Regions from separate parts of the Sus scrofa genome. Here region 2 is linked to region 1. The links are chromatin contacts, called in public Hi-C maps. All regions are on one chromosome and are shown on one strand. Each heading gives the region's core, a stretch centred on a gene start, on an enhancer-like site or on the middle of the called end of the contact. The rest is flanking DNA. Distances are from core to core; before and after follow the strand shown. Region 1 overlaps RABGAP1L (rab GTPase-activating protein 1-like). Region 2 overlaps RABGAP1L (rab GTPase-activating protein 1-like).

Evidence for each region. A called contact is a pair of places that touch in the nucleus more often than the background predicts.
Region 2: a contact with region 1 is called in a Hi-C map of heart right ventricle, with 2.1 times the contacts expected there. The contact joins two enhancer-like sites. A contact is called at or near these places in 2 of 47 Hi-C or Micro-C datasets (fetal heart ventricle and heart right ventricle).

Annotation. Positions count from the first base shown.
Region 1 is chr9:116,702,709-116,706,158 of Sscrofa11.1, reverse strand. All of the region lies in intron 13 of RABGAP1L (rab GTPase-activating protein 1-like), which reads right to left. Among named protein-coding and RNA genes, the nearest start is that of GPR52, 65 kb to the right of the region's middle. Within about 2 kb of position 1,933, at least 7 of the 83 cell types and tissues checked have an H3K27ac peak or open chromatin away from gene starts, as enhancers often do.
Region 2 is chr9:116,796,212-116,799,661 of Sscrofa11.1, reverse strand. The region is part of intron 14 of RABGAP1L (rab GTPase-activating protein 1-like); the gene reads right to left. Among named protein-coding and RNA genes, the nearest start is that of GPR52, 160 kb to the right of the region's middle. Within about 2 kb of position 1,856, at least 2 of the 83 cell types and tissues checked have an H3K27ac peak or open chromatin away from gene starts, as enhancers often do.

The sequences.
Region 1 (3,450 bases), core at 684-3,183:
TTCTTCCAAACTCTTGCCTTGACAATATGTCAGGCTGACAGAGATTGGAGGTCTCAACATTCAACATGCAGAAATTTCATTTATTTTCCCTGATTTCTGCCTTTTGCCTTTTACTGTTCTGTGATTTTCTTAGTCCCGGTACCCTTATTTTACCCTTCTCAGAAAATACGCCTTCTGCCACATAAGAAAGGCACTGTAGCCCAGCTTTATGGGGTAGAGGATGGGATCTTGGAAACCAACTGCTTCTTAAATAGATTTTAAAATCAGTTCTGTTTTTAACCTCATTTTAACTCCTACTTCCAGAGGTACTCAGTGTTTCCGTCCTGAGTGGTATGAGATCCCGGTATCTAAATCAAGAGTTTTCTCAGTTTTCCTGACTGCCAGCTTATATTGAGCTTTCTCAGGTCTGCTAAGTTAGCACTCATGCATCTGTTTTCCATCTTCCAAATTTTATAACTTATCTCCTCTCCCATTTTCCTTGTCTTCCTGAGTTTACTTATTTTAAAGCCCCTTTACTTTCCTTTTGAAAGGGTTTTGGGAAGGACCTGAGCTATCAACATGTGTTTAATCTGTTACGTCTAACTAGAAACCCTTTTTATTTTATTTTATTTTTTTTACTGTATTTCAATAATGATATAAGATTCACAAAGCAAGAAGCTTCTTATAAGTTCCTTCTGAGGACAAGTCAGAGAAAAGTGAAAACTGGTTATTTCATCTAAATAAAACCAATAAACTCATATGACAAATATTTCACCATGATTTAAAATGGACAGATGTTTTGGCATAATTGAGAATATGACTAAATAATCTGCTAAATTCCAGTACATCCAATCGAAAAATGGCTATGGTTGAATTAAATGAATTTCTTTAGCCTATTAATAAAAATTCTTTATTTCCTGTGGAATATAAATTTAACTTGCCACTAACTCACTACTATATTTCACATCAACTGAGCTGCCTAAATTCTAAGTTCTTTATTTTATTTTTTTCTTTTTAGGGCCCCAACTGCAGCATATGGAAGTTCCCAGGCTAGGGGTCAAATCTGAACTGCAACTGCCAGCATACACCACAACCACAGCCACACCTATGACCTATACCACAGCTTGTGGTAATGTGGGATCCTTAACTCAAAGAGCAAGGCTAGAGATGGAACTTGCATCCTCATGGATGCCAGTCAGGTTCTTAACCTGCTCATCCGCAGTGGGAACCCCCTCTAAGTTCTTTAATAGGTTGTTTTAGTTATCAACTCATTATGTTCTTGATAATAAAACACTTTTAAAATCAGATGCCTAAAAGATAAGAAAGCCTAGGTAATTCACATGCTATTTTAATTTTGAATACAAACTTTCCATGTGCTGATAATATAAAATATTTATCAGAGTTTTAAACAATCAATCTTTTAAGAAAAATAATATAAAGAATCAAACACGAAGCAGTTATTATTTTGTCTTTTTTCTTATGGTCAAGAAATGATTACTGAGAAAGTAAAAGACAGTCACACTTTAATATATTTAATATATTTGATGGTATTAAATAATTAGTTATTACCATATACCTATTTTATTCTTAATAATTAAAATTCACTCTGTATCAAGTTGCTATGACAACACAACTTCACTGAAAAATGAATTCTTCAAGTTTTGCCATGAAGCATGCTACTAACCTGAAGTCTTTATTTGAGAATAGGGAGAAAATATATATAATTTTTCAGTTCATAAACATCTAATCAATACTTAAAACTGCTTTCCAATCTATAGCAAAGAGTTTTGCTCTCAGAGTCCTGGGGACTCAGATTTTTTATTTGGCTTTCATTTCCTTATCCCTTTAATAAATGAAAACATTCTTGATAAGAACCATTTCAGCAGGGCTCACCTCAGGCAAATTGGCTCCAACTATAAATAGTAAAATCTGCCATCTGCCTTTCTATTCTTGTGCTGAATGCAGTGCTGGCATTGTGTTCACACTTCACTGGTGCCAGGCCTGATTCTGTTTAGCCAGCAGCAACAGAAAATAATAGTGCAAGACAGAGATAATGAAGTGAAGAACAGAAATGGTCCTACTATAATTAACTGCTGTTTTGAAATTCACCACAATAAAGCATACACAATGGTGTGGAGTGAGCCTAAAGTCACATTTTGTCCTAGCCTTATAAACAGGCTTGAAATCAAACCGTTGCTGGAGCCCAGTGATTTTACATCACTGAAGATTAATTAAAATGTAAAGAACCTAAGCACAGTTAGCAATGTACGTTCGTCATGTTAGCAAAAGGCTCCATGGTTGTACCACATAGTTTTTATTCTAATGATATTTAATGAAGCATTTCTTTCTATAATCACTCATATTTTCCTGTGCTGTTTTAAAGAGATAAGCTCTTTAATGATGAAAAAGCCCTTTTGCTGTACCTGACCCTTTCCCACTCTCTCTGTTCTGAAGCCCCATGCAAATTTCCATTTCAACACAGTTCCCATTATTTCTCTTGGGATATTTTGGATCCTCAGCTACTGTAAGACACAGGCCTTTTCTCAGTCTCACCGTTACTGATTTTAAATAACAAGTGACTTGAGAAGGTAGTCATTTGTATATTGTAATTGAAGAGGAATGTATACAGGCAAATGCCATATTATATATTCCTATATTAGTACTCTTATTATTGCTGTATCAGGAATTACTGAAGCCATTTGCTTGTTTATATAACCAACAGCCACCTTCAGGAGGCACCATTCACTCCTGAAGTAGGTGCCATTTATATAGGACACCATCTGAATGGTGTCCCTGGAGTTGTGCAATATGACAGTAATAAATGTATATTTAATACCTAAAATGAGATGATAACAGAGTAGATGGATAGTCCAATACTCTCTACCCAGGCCACACATCAGAAACACCAGGAGAGTTATTAAAAATGCTCTTGCCCGAGCCTCATCCCAGACCATACAAATCAAAAACTCAGGTGGCAGGATCTTAGTATTGGTTCCTGTTTTTGGTTTTGGTATGTTTGTTTGTTTTAGGCCAGTGGTTTTCAATCCTGATTGTATGTTAAGACCACTTGGGGGAGTTAAAAACAAACATACCAAAAACAATCAGGATTGAAAACAACTGGCCTAATACTATCAATATCTTACTCAAAGTCTTTCAAGGCAAAAAAAAAAAAAAAAAAAAAAAAAAAACAAATGATTTAACCCTTTGACGTCCTAATATTTTTTATCTAAAGCTTTTTCCTAGCTTTCCCATTTAAAAAATCAATAGTATTCTTAACTGATTAATGCTAACCAAAATCAGATATAAAAACATTATGTCAATGCAAAATAACATCTAAAACAATGTTATTTCAATAAAGGTATAAAACAAAAGCAATTAGGGATTTATAATGGAATATTCTCTGGGAATGGAACACTGCTTCATGAGAGAAATAAATTTACTGATGAGTGAGGTACCATCTGGAATCTACTA
Region 2 (3,450 bases), core at 607-3,106, 94 kb before region 1:
AGGCTTTAAGCTCTCACCTCTGGCTGATCTTGAGAGTCTGCACAAGCAGTCACTGAAGGCAAGACAGAATTGTCAACTGGCTGGGTGAGTAATAAAGGCATACTCAAACATATACACAGAGCCCTATGGCAAAGACTGGGAAACTTACTGGTTATAGCCATTTAAGGAAACCTCTGTCCAATCATTAGCTGACCACAAAGCAGAGATTTCAGTGGCCACACATGACAAAGAATATAGACTTTACAGAATTAGTTCACAAAAGTTACCAACCAAAGTACGATAACAAAAAAACAAGAAACCTCGCAAATTTATAGAGACAGAAAGTCTGATGACTACTAAAGGCTGAAATCAGGGATCATGGGGTGTGACTACTTCTTTTTTTCTTTTTTTCTTTTTGGGGTCACACCTGTGGCATATGGAGGTTCCCAGGCTAGGGGTCAAATAGGAGCTACAGCTGCTGGCCTATGCCACAGCCACAGCCACAGCCACATGGGATCCCAGTTGCATCTGCGACCTACACCACAGTTCACAGCAATGCTGGATCCTTAACCCACTGAGCAAGGCCAGGGATCAAACCCACATCCTCAAGGATACTAGTCAGGTTCATTACCACTGAGCCACAACGGGAACTCCAGTGTGTGACCTCTAATGGATATAGTGTTTCTTTTTGGAGTGATGGAAATGTTCTAGAATTAAATAGTGGTGATGGTTGCATAACCTTTTGAATATACTAAAAACCACTAAACTGCGACTTACTCATAGGGGTGAACTTTATGGTATGTGAATTATATCTCAAAAAATGGATGCAAATGTATGTTTGTGTGCTTAAATATACCCAAATATATTTATATATACATACATTACTAGACCTGTCCACGGAGATGACTTGTAGGCAATGAAACCCCAATAGCGGTGAATACACCTCACATACAGATCTTGGTTTCTTACCATTTTTGACTAGAGAAAACTGGGCTCCTTGGAGAAATGGATAATTATAGAACTGGGACAGAGAAAAAAAGCTTGGAACATCTTTTTAAGCCAGAAAGAAAGGCAGTGGTCTAAGAGTGATAAGAGTATGTCTATCACTTGAAGATCTTTAAAATCTAATTGAAGACAATCTGAGCACCAAAATAAGTAATGATAGTAAGAGAATATAATCCCTGGAATAAAATGAGGACTCAAGGGTCCATTTGAGTATGATAATTAATAAATAAATGGAAAGTCTGATAAGGAATGGGATATTTACATAGTGACAAATTGTCTCATAAAATCCTAATTACAAAGGGAAAAAAGGGCAGCTTCATAGCAGAGAAGCCTAGTAAATAGTATCTTTTTTTATGTAATCAAAGTGATCATCATCAATAACTGGAAAAGCCACAACTGTGTGCTACTCTCAAGGAAGAAATGACACTAAATCATTCCTTCTATGCTATTTCTGCGAAAGACGTATGACCTAAATCTAACCATGAGGAAACATCAGACAAATCAAATTGAGCAACATTCTAAAAAAATTACTGGTCTATAATCTTCAGAAGCACCAACGTCAATAAAATGAAGAAAAAAAAAAAAGGAGTAAGAAATTGTTCCAGATAGAGGAGATCAAGAAGGCATGAAAACTGAAATCTGAACTAGATTCTTTTTTTCTATAAAGGATAATATTTGAAAAATTAGTGAAACTTGAAAAAAGACTAAGGCTTAAGTGGCAGCAACATATCAATGTTAGTTTCCTGATTTGGATGTTGTATTAAAGTTAGGAGGTAGAATATTCTTGCTTGTTAGAAAGCATCCTGAAGTATTTGGGAGTGATGTGGCATCGTGTTGGCAAATCACCTTCAAATAGTACAGGAAAATAAAATTTTGTACCAGCAACTCTAAGTTTAAGATTGTTTAAAAAATATATGGAAACATGAAAATATACATACACATATATAAACAAATTTGACAGGATCATTGTGTCTGTTGATTCTAATAATAAAAACCTGGAGCTTAAAATAGGTTTTTAAATTTGTTCTATATGATGATAAAAAGGAAAGTACTAACATAAGCTCTAAAAACAGCTTCACTGATATGAAATAATCTAAACACTGGTGACGATAAATGTGTATGACTAGATATATTCACAAATAATCACTCACAAAGCAATTTTCTTATCTAACAGTGCTGGCAAAATTCCTAGATGTAAGTTCCCTTTTATATAACACCTTTTTAAAAAAGCCCTTGGCAACAATTTCAAAGTGAACTGATACGCTCACAGGTTTTTTTTTTTTTTTTTTTTTTTAAGGAAATGTAAAACAACACCACCTCTTTACAAAAATTTTTTTAATGTCCCTATTAAAGAAACTACTGTGTGATTATGGTAAATTACTCAGAGGGTTTAGTTTACATTCTCAAGCTTTTGATTTTTAAAAAATGGTACAGAAAGGACATTACGATGGAACTCTGCAAAATAAAGAAAAGCAGCATCCATGCTCTGAAGGAGTTCAACCTGGATAATTTTCATGAATAAAATTACTTTACAGAGGAAGGAAATGGTAGAAATAGAGAGCCCTTTTAGAGTTTACATATATTAAATTTTCATCTAAGATAACTGTATTGTGACCATGAAAATGTACCTTTCAGGCCTCCAACAACAATAGTGACCAAGGGTCCCAACTGCTGTGCCTGAAGCTCCATCTCTATCTTTGCACTAGACCCACTTGCCATGGGCTTCTCCTAATTAATGAGTGAGCACAGCAAGAACACTAAGACAAGAAAGCTTCTGAGACAAGTGGGAACTAACAGGTAACCCCAGTGGCCTTGCCAAACCTTCCTTAGAAGTGCGCTAGAGTCTAAGACACTTACATCTAACCTTCCTTCCTCTCTTCTTCCTTTTGGGTCACAGTATCACTGTGGTTCAATGGCTCCCTCAGCTTCCTTCCCATTTTCTCTCACAGACATTTACCCTAATACATTTTTGTACACATTTAATCCTATCTTGGTGATAAGCTTTTATAGGAAATGGAATAAGACAGTCAGTTTCGTCAAGTCAAGACTATAGATTTAATTATATTGATACCGGAGAACTAGTACTGCATGCTGCTCTCTGGGAAAAAGAAAAAGAAAATGTTAGTGATAGCCTATTTGCTCAAAGACTGGACATAGTGCAAAAAATACTTAAGTGAAATTAATCAGATAATGTTCAAAACATAATCCATAACAACCTAAATTTTCAGAGTATTTTTAATCTGTAAATCATTGCGAGTAGAAGTGGGTAGAACAAGCTTCACAAGGGAAATGGGCAACTAAGATTTCGACAGATGGGAAGGAGGAGGAGAGCAATTCAGATTCACACCCTTCCAAGGTCTTTAAAAGACGCAGGAAGAGGTTGGTTAAGGAGGAGGCTTCAAAGCTATAAAGATATTGCCAACTGCCTAACAATTAGTAAACAGGAAATAAGTGCCCGTAATTCTA